Regions from separate parts of the Canis lupus genome. Here region 2 is linked to region 1. Evidence: chromatin contacts called from public Hi-C data. All regions are on one chromosome and are shown on one strand. Each heading gives the region's core, a stretch centred on a gene start, on an enhancer-like site or on the middle of the called end of the contact. The rest is flanking DNA. Distances are from core to core; before and after follow the strand shown.

The links. Hi-C and Micro-C count contacts between places; a contact is called where the count stands out from the background.
Region 2: a Hi-C map of amygdala shows a contact between it and region 1, with 4 times the contacts expected there. The contact joins the promoter of LRRC8C here to the enhancer-like site in region 1. A contact is called at or near these places in 3 of 9 Hi-C or Micro-C datasets (amygdala, blood and skin fibroblasts).

Annotation. Positions count from the first base shown.
Region 1 is chr6:59,377,993-59,380,692 of UU_Cfam_GSD_1.0, reverse strand. It overlaps LOC111096522 (a long non-coding RNA gene), which reads left to right. Exons shown (of 6, transcript XR_005360429.1): 5 at 391-468; 6 at 1,213-2,561. Among named protein-coding and RNA genes, the nearest start is that of LRRC8C, 120 kb to the left of the region's middle. Within about 2 kb of position 1,367, at least 6 of the 20 cell types and tissues checked have an H3K27ac peak or open chromatin away from gene starts, as enhancers often do.
Region 2 is chr6:59,497,965-59,500,664 of UU_Cfam_GSD_1.0, reverse strand. It overlaps LRRC8C (volume-regulated anion channel subunit LRRC8C), which reads left to right and starts at 1,390. Exons shown (of 3, transcript XM_038541439.1): 1 at 1,390-1,446. It overlaps LOC111096524 (a long non-coding RNA gene), which reads right to left and starts at 541. Exons shown (of 2, transcript XR_005360432.1): 1 at 294-541.

The sequences.
Region 1 (2,700 bases), core at 118-2,617:
AAGTATTAGGAGAACTTGCGGCGTATGGAGAGGCTTTAAAAAAAATCTCATAGCCATGCTGCTCGAGGGGCCTGGTGTTCGGAAAGCACCTGTGAGAGCCCAGGAAAGACCGTGTGCTCTGAGGTTGGGCATGTACTTTAGCCAGTTGGGGGACACTCATGACCCAGTGTTTCTGGGCCTATGGGGGGCCCGCAGCCAGGGACCCCAGCTATGAGGGGTGAAGGCCTGCCTCCGGCTTCTCCAGCATCACTTTCTCTCACCACCCTTCCCACTCACTCCCACGCAAGTACACATACACACAGGCCTAGAGATGAAAGAGCAGCTCCTTCTCACCAACCCCCCAACAATCCATGTTTCTGCCTTCACCATTGTGCTTCCAACCCTTCACAGGTGGCCAAAGGAGAGCCCAAGGATAAGGCAACATGACCGAGTGCAGACACAGGTTGAAGCCAGGCGCCTGAGCAGCTGGTGAGTAAGAGGGCTGTCCCCACATCTCGGGGAAATGTGACGGAGGCCAGCCTGGCAAGGAGATAGAGAAAACTGCCAGGGGAAGGTGAGGCAGGTAGCTGTTAACCCCTCAAAAAGGGAGGTGGCCTTTAGAAAGACCTCGACCAGCGCACAGAGCTGCTGGCCCGGCGGAGAGGACACAGACACCTGCGTCTCAGGTTGGGAACGGCCCATCTTCGGCTCCAGGCCCCAGGCTCCTGAGATGGCCTTTGCTCTGCGAGCCTGCTGCCCAGTGGCTTTTCAGCGGCTTTTCGGACCGCACAACCCACGCCCTGAGCTTTCCAGCCTTTGCTCACTGGCGTCTTGCATCTCGGCTCGGTCAAAACTGATGGGAGCTAATTAGTGCTGAGGCAGAGACGCCAGTTCACTTCCCTGCACCTCATCATTTGTTTTCCTTGTTTCCCGGAGGCATGCTTAGGTGCGCCACGCTCTCCCAGGCATGCACGCGTATTTACACGTGCACACGCCCCCTCGCCCCCACACACTCACACACGTGCACCTGTATGCGTGTATATACGTGCACACATATTTACACGTGCACCACACACTCGTGCGCACCGGCCCAGGCCGCTCCAGCTGCGGGCTCCTGCAGGGTCTCTAACCTGGGCGCCCGGGCACCTGGGACAACCTCACGCCCGAGTTTCTCCGGCTCCCCCCGCACCTGCAATCCGCAAGTCATCCCTCCACCTTCCGCCCCGTTTCCAGCCACTGTCAGTGGAGCCGGAGACCTTCCAGCCCTGCGTGTCCGTGAAAAGCGACTGTTGGAGACCCAAGCCCCGACGTTCCAGGGCCTCGCCGGACCGTCAGCGCCCCTGCGCCCCAGGCTGGCTCGGCCGAGGCGGGGAAGCCCTCTGGTGGCCGCTGCCGATGTGACAACAGGCTCCCAGGCTCGGTGCTGCGGGGACGGCGCTCCCCGTGAAGACACAGTCTGCGAAGTCCCTGCGGCCTAAATGCACCCTCCCCGTCGCCCCCAGGCCTCACCAGGTCCCCGCAGACAGCTGTCCCCAGGCCCGCCGAGCTCTGTCTTCGCGCCCAGGCGGGGTGGGCCGCCGGGGACCCTGGCCCGGACACTCAGGGGAGGTCCCCCGAGCTCTCTGCTGAAGGCTTCCAGGCTCCGGTGGCGGCTCTCTGGTGGAGATGGGCCAAAGGGACCCTTCCTGGAGAGGCACACCCGTCTCAGGACAGGTCGGGCAGCACTGGCACACACAGGCTGGAGCTGTCCCCTTCCCGGACCGTGCTGGTGCTGAGCCACTTTCTGGAGGTGTCCTTCCTCCAGGTACCCTGTTCCTCAAAGGTACCGCGCTCAGGAAAAGATAGAGAACCACAAGTCTTCTGGGCAAAAGTTCCAGCATCCACAGTCTGGCCTCGAACGTCCTTTCTAGCCTTAGAGTTAAGTATAGTGTCCGGGTCAGGGGCTAGAATTAGACGGCCTGGGCTAGAACCCCAGGTCCCCAACTTATTGGCTATGTAACTGTGTGGAAGGTTCTAAATCCTTCGTTTCTATGCAAGGTGGTTGATATTTTATTTTTTTACTCTTTATTTTTTTTATTTATATATATATTTTTTGGTGGTTGATATTTTAATGAGGTAGCCTGTGTATCGGCCTTAGCCTGGTGCTTGCCACACAGTCGGTGCCCAATTGACGACAGCTGTCACTAGTACTCCTCGGTCAACAGGCCGACTGATCTGCTCACAGGTCAGGCACATGCTTGCACTTTCCATCTCTGCACTTTGGCTTGTGACACTTTATTTGCCTGGAATGTCCTCTCCCTGTTCTCTAATGTCAAGACCTCACCTGTTCTGCTGAGCCCAGCTCAAATTTCTTCACCTGCTTAGGGAACTGAGCTAATCCTGGACTTAGGAACCTCACGCGTTATTGTGAGGGGAAACAAATACTTTGTGATAGTGCAGCGTATAAACGTATACGTGTGTGTCATAGAAAAATGTGCATGGTATTTTATTGCTTGTACAATCATTCTACAAAATTAGATAAAGCCTTATAATGTGTATTCCTGCATTACCGGAATAGTTACTCAAATTGTTTTGACATTTTACTTCTCTGCGTAACTATATAATAAATGCCATGAGGATAAAAGCTCTGTTTTATACTTACATTGTCCATAGAACGTATCTTACATGATACTTTCGCTATATTAGGTACTCAGTCCTCATTTCGTTAAGAAGTAACTGCAT
Region 2 (2,700 bases), core at 141-2,640, 120 kb before region 1:
TGCGCTCTAGGGAGAAAGGCCCCACCCTAGATTTCCGTGTGGCTCTAGGTTCATCAAGGCCGGTGTTAAGAGTCCTCTCTCCTGAAGCCTAAGGGGGTTTAAGGTTGACTTGCACAATCGTACTCGGCTTGAAACAAGGGTCGTAGTGGGCCCTGCACAAGCAGGGGAAAAGCAGTTAAAAGCTTAAGAGGACAACTTCTGGGCACATTTTCTTTTCATTTCGACTTGGAACTAGAAATGGGGTTAGAGGAGGTGCCTGCTTTCTGAAGGCTTGCCGTGCGAGAACAAATCACCTGGTGAGACACGATTAGGGTACAGCAGCCTTTTCCCGACGGCCAGGACAGGGTGCTAGGTGGACTGGGGGTTCTCTTAGCATCGCCAGCACCGCTAAGCATCCCAGCCGACGTTATACAGCTTGTAGTCGTGTCTGCACGTTCTTCACGGGGCAGAAGACCTTCCCCACACAGAGCTGTCAGCTTTCAAGAAGACAGTTTGCTTCCTCAACCTGAAATTGGGTCGGAGACTACGGAGGAGAAAAACACGCTTGGTTCACGTCCCGCGAGGGAGCTCCCCGCCCCCCCCCCCCGCCCCCCAAGCTCTTGACAACAGGTGGTTGTGATGAGCCCGGTCCTGGCCTCGGTGCAACTGCGAACACGGCTGCAGGCGGGCGCCCGCTCCTCCCAGGGTCTCTGGGACCTGCTGCTGAGAGAAGAGGGGGCCCAGCCACGGTGTCCGGGACCTGGGGGGGGGCCGGAGAGGAGCCTCAGGTGTCCAGGGAGACTGGTTTGAGCCTTTCTCCCCGTCTCCCGCAGTGCGCCCCCCACCCCGCGCCCCATTCTGGGGCTCCTGGGGGTCCTGCTGTTCTCCCGAGGGCGCGGGGGGGTCACCTCTCCTGACCCCGGTCCTGCAGGGGAGGTGCCAGAAGGGCTATTTTAGGTGGCGCTGCCCCCCCCCCCCCCCCCGGGTTCCCGCCGGCTGGGGATGATGTGATGGGGCCGGGGCCGGCGGGGAGCGCGGGGGGGGGCGCGGGGTGGTCCCCGGGGCCGGCGGGGAGCGCGGGGCGGGGGCGCGGGGTGGTCCCCGCAGGGAGGACGTTCCCGGGCGGCGGCCTGCGTCACAGCGGGGCCGGGCCGGGCGGCGGCGGCGGCGGCGGCGGCGGCGACCCCGGGCCCGGGCGCTGGGCGGCGCTGGCTGCCGCGGGCCGGGCGGCGCGCGGGGCGGCGCTGGCGGCGGGAGGAGGGCTCTGCGGGGCCGGGCGGCAGCTGCGTCCCGGCTCGGAGCCCGCGAGGAGGACGAGGAGGGAGGCGCCGCCGTGGCCGCGGCCGCAGTGCTCGGGCGCCACCCGCCCTGAGCGGCGGCCCCGCCGACGACCCCGCCGCCGAGCCGGCCCGGGAGACCGCCCGCCGCTCCCCAGCGCCGTCCCCGCCGGCAGCCCGGCGCCCGGAGGTAAGGGCGGGGACCGCCGAGGGATGCTGGCGAGGGCGGCCCGCTAGGTGCGCGGGAGCCGCGGCCCCGCCCGCCCCCGCCCTCGGAGCCCCCCGCTGCCTGGGCTCGGGGACCCCCGCGGGGCGCCCCAGGCTGGCGCCCAGCTCCGCGCGGCCGCCGCAGGTCCTGCGGACTTGGGGGGGCGGACGGTGGGGGGGCCGGGAGGAGGAGGGGGCCGAGGAGGAGGAGGAGGACGAGGAGGAGGAGGGGAGAGGCGGCCACCGCGGGGCGATCGTCCTTCTCCCCTACCTGGAGCCCCCCGCGCCCCCACGGCCTGTCCCTTCTGGGGTGCTCTCCCCGTGTACCCCCGGGCCCCTGAAGTTAGCACTTTCGGGGAGCGAGGAACCGGAGGGCCCCCGACGGGAGCGCGAGCGCGGCGCCTGCCCCCGGGGGACCGGGGGAGCGAGGGTCGGGCGGGGCGGGCGGGCCCGGGAGCCAGGTGTCCAGGCCGGCGGTGGAGGAGGGGACCGCCGCCCTCCGCCCAAACGCAGGCCGCCGCGCCTTCCCTTTGCAGCCGGTTCCCGGCAGCGAGGTGGCCGGGGGTGGAGTGCGCGACTCCGGAGCCCTCGGACGTGCTCCCGGGACGCTGGTTCCTTTCTGGCCCCCCAGCACCCCCCCAGCATCCCCTCCCAGCATCCCCTCCCAGCATCCCCCAGCGCCCCCCCAGCATCCCCCCAGCGCCCCCCAGAACCCCCCAGCACCCCCCCAGCATCCCCCCAGCACCCCCCCAGCATCCCCCCCCCCTCCCCCGCCGGTGCGCAGCACCTCGCCGCGCCTTCCACAGCCCGCGCGCCACCCGGCCCTGAACAAGCCCAGGCACCTAGCCCACATCCCAGGACGGTTATTTCGGGGTGTGAAGACCACACTTCACTTGGTTTCAAATTCTTTTTAGACACTGGAAACTCAGCAAACCCGTTAGGGAAACACTTGCAAGTTTCCATCCTCCTTAAAGTAAAAAATAAGAACCAGTCCGTTTTTTGGGGGGGGAGTGGAGTGCCAGCGTTGGGCAAAGGCAGGCTGAGCTACCCTATTTATGACGGCTTTATGGGGGAGGAATAGATACAGGGAATGACAGTCCTGTTTTGTTCCCATGCTTCTTGCAATGTAAGAAATGGAGCCCCAACCAACGGGCACCTTTGCGGACAGGTATGGAGTGGTTTTGTAAGGCTTCTATGAGCTTCTTCTGGACAAGTCAGTGGGATGCTTGTCTAGACG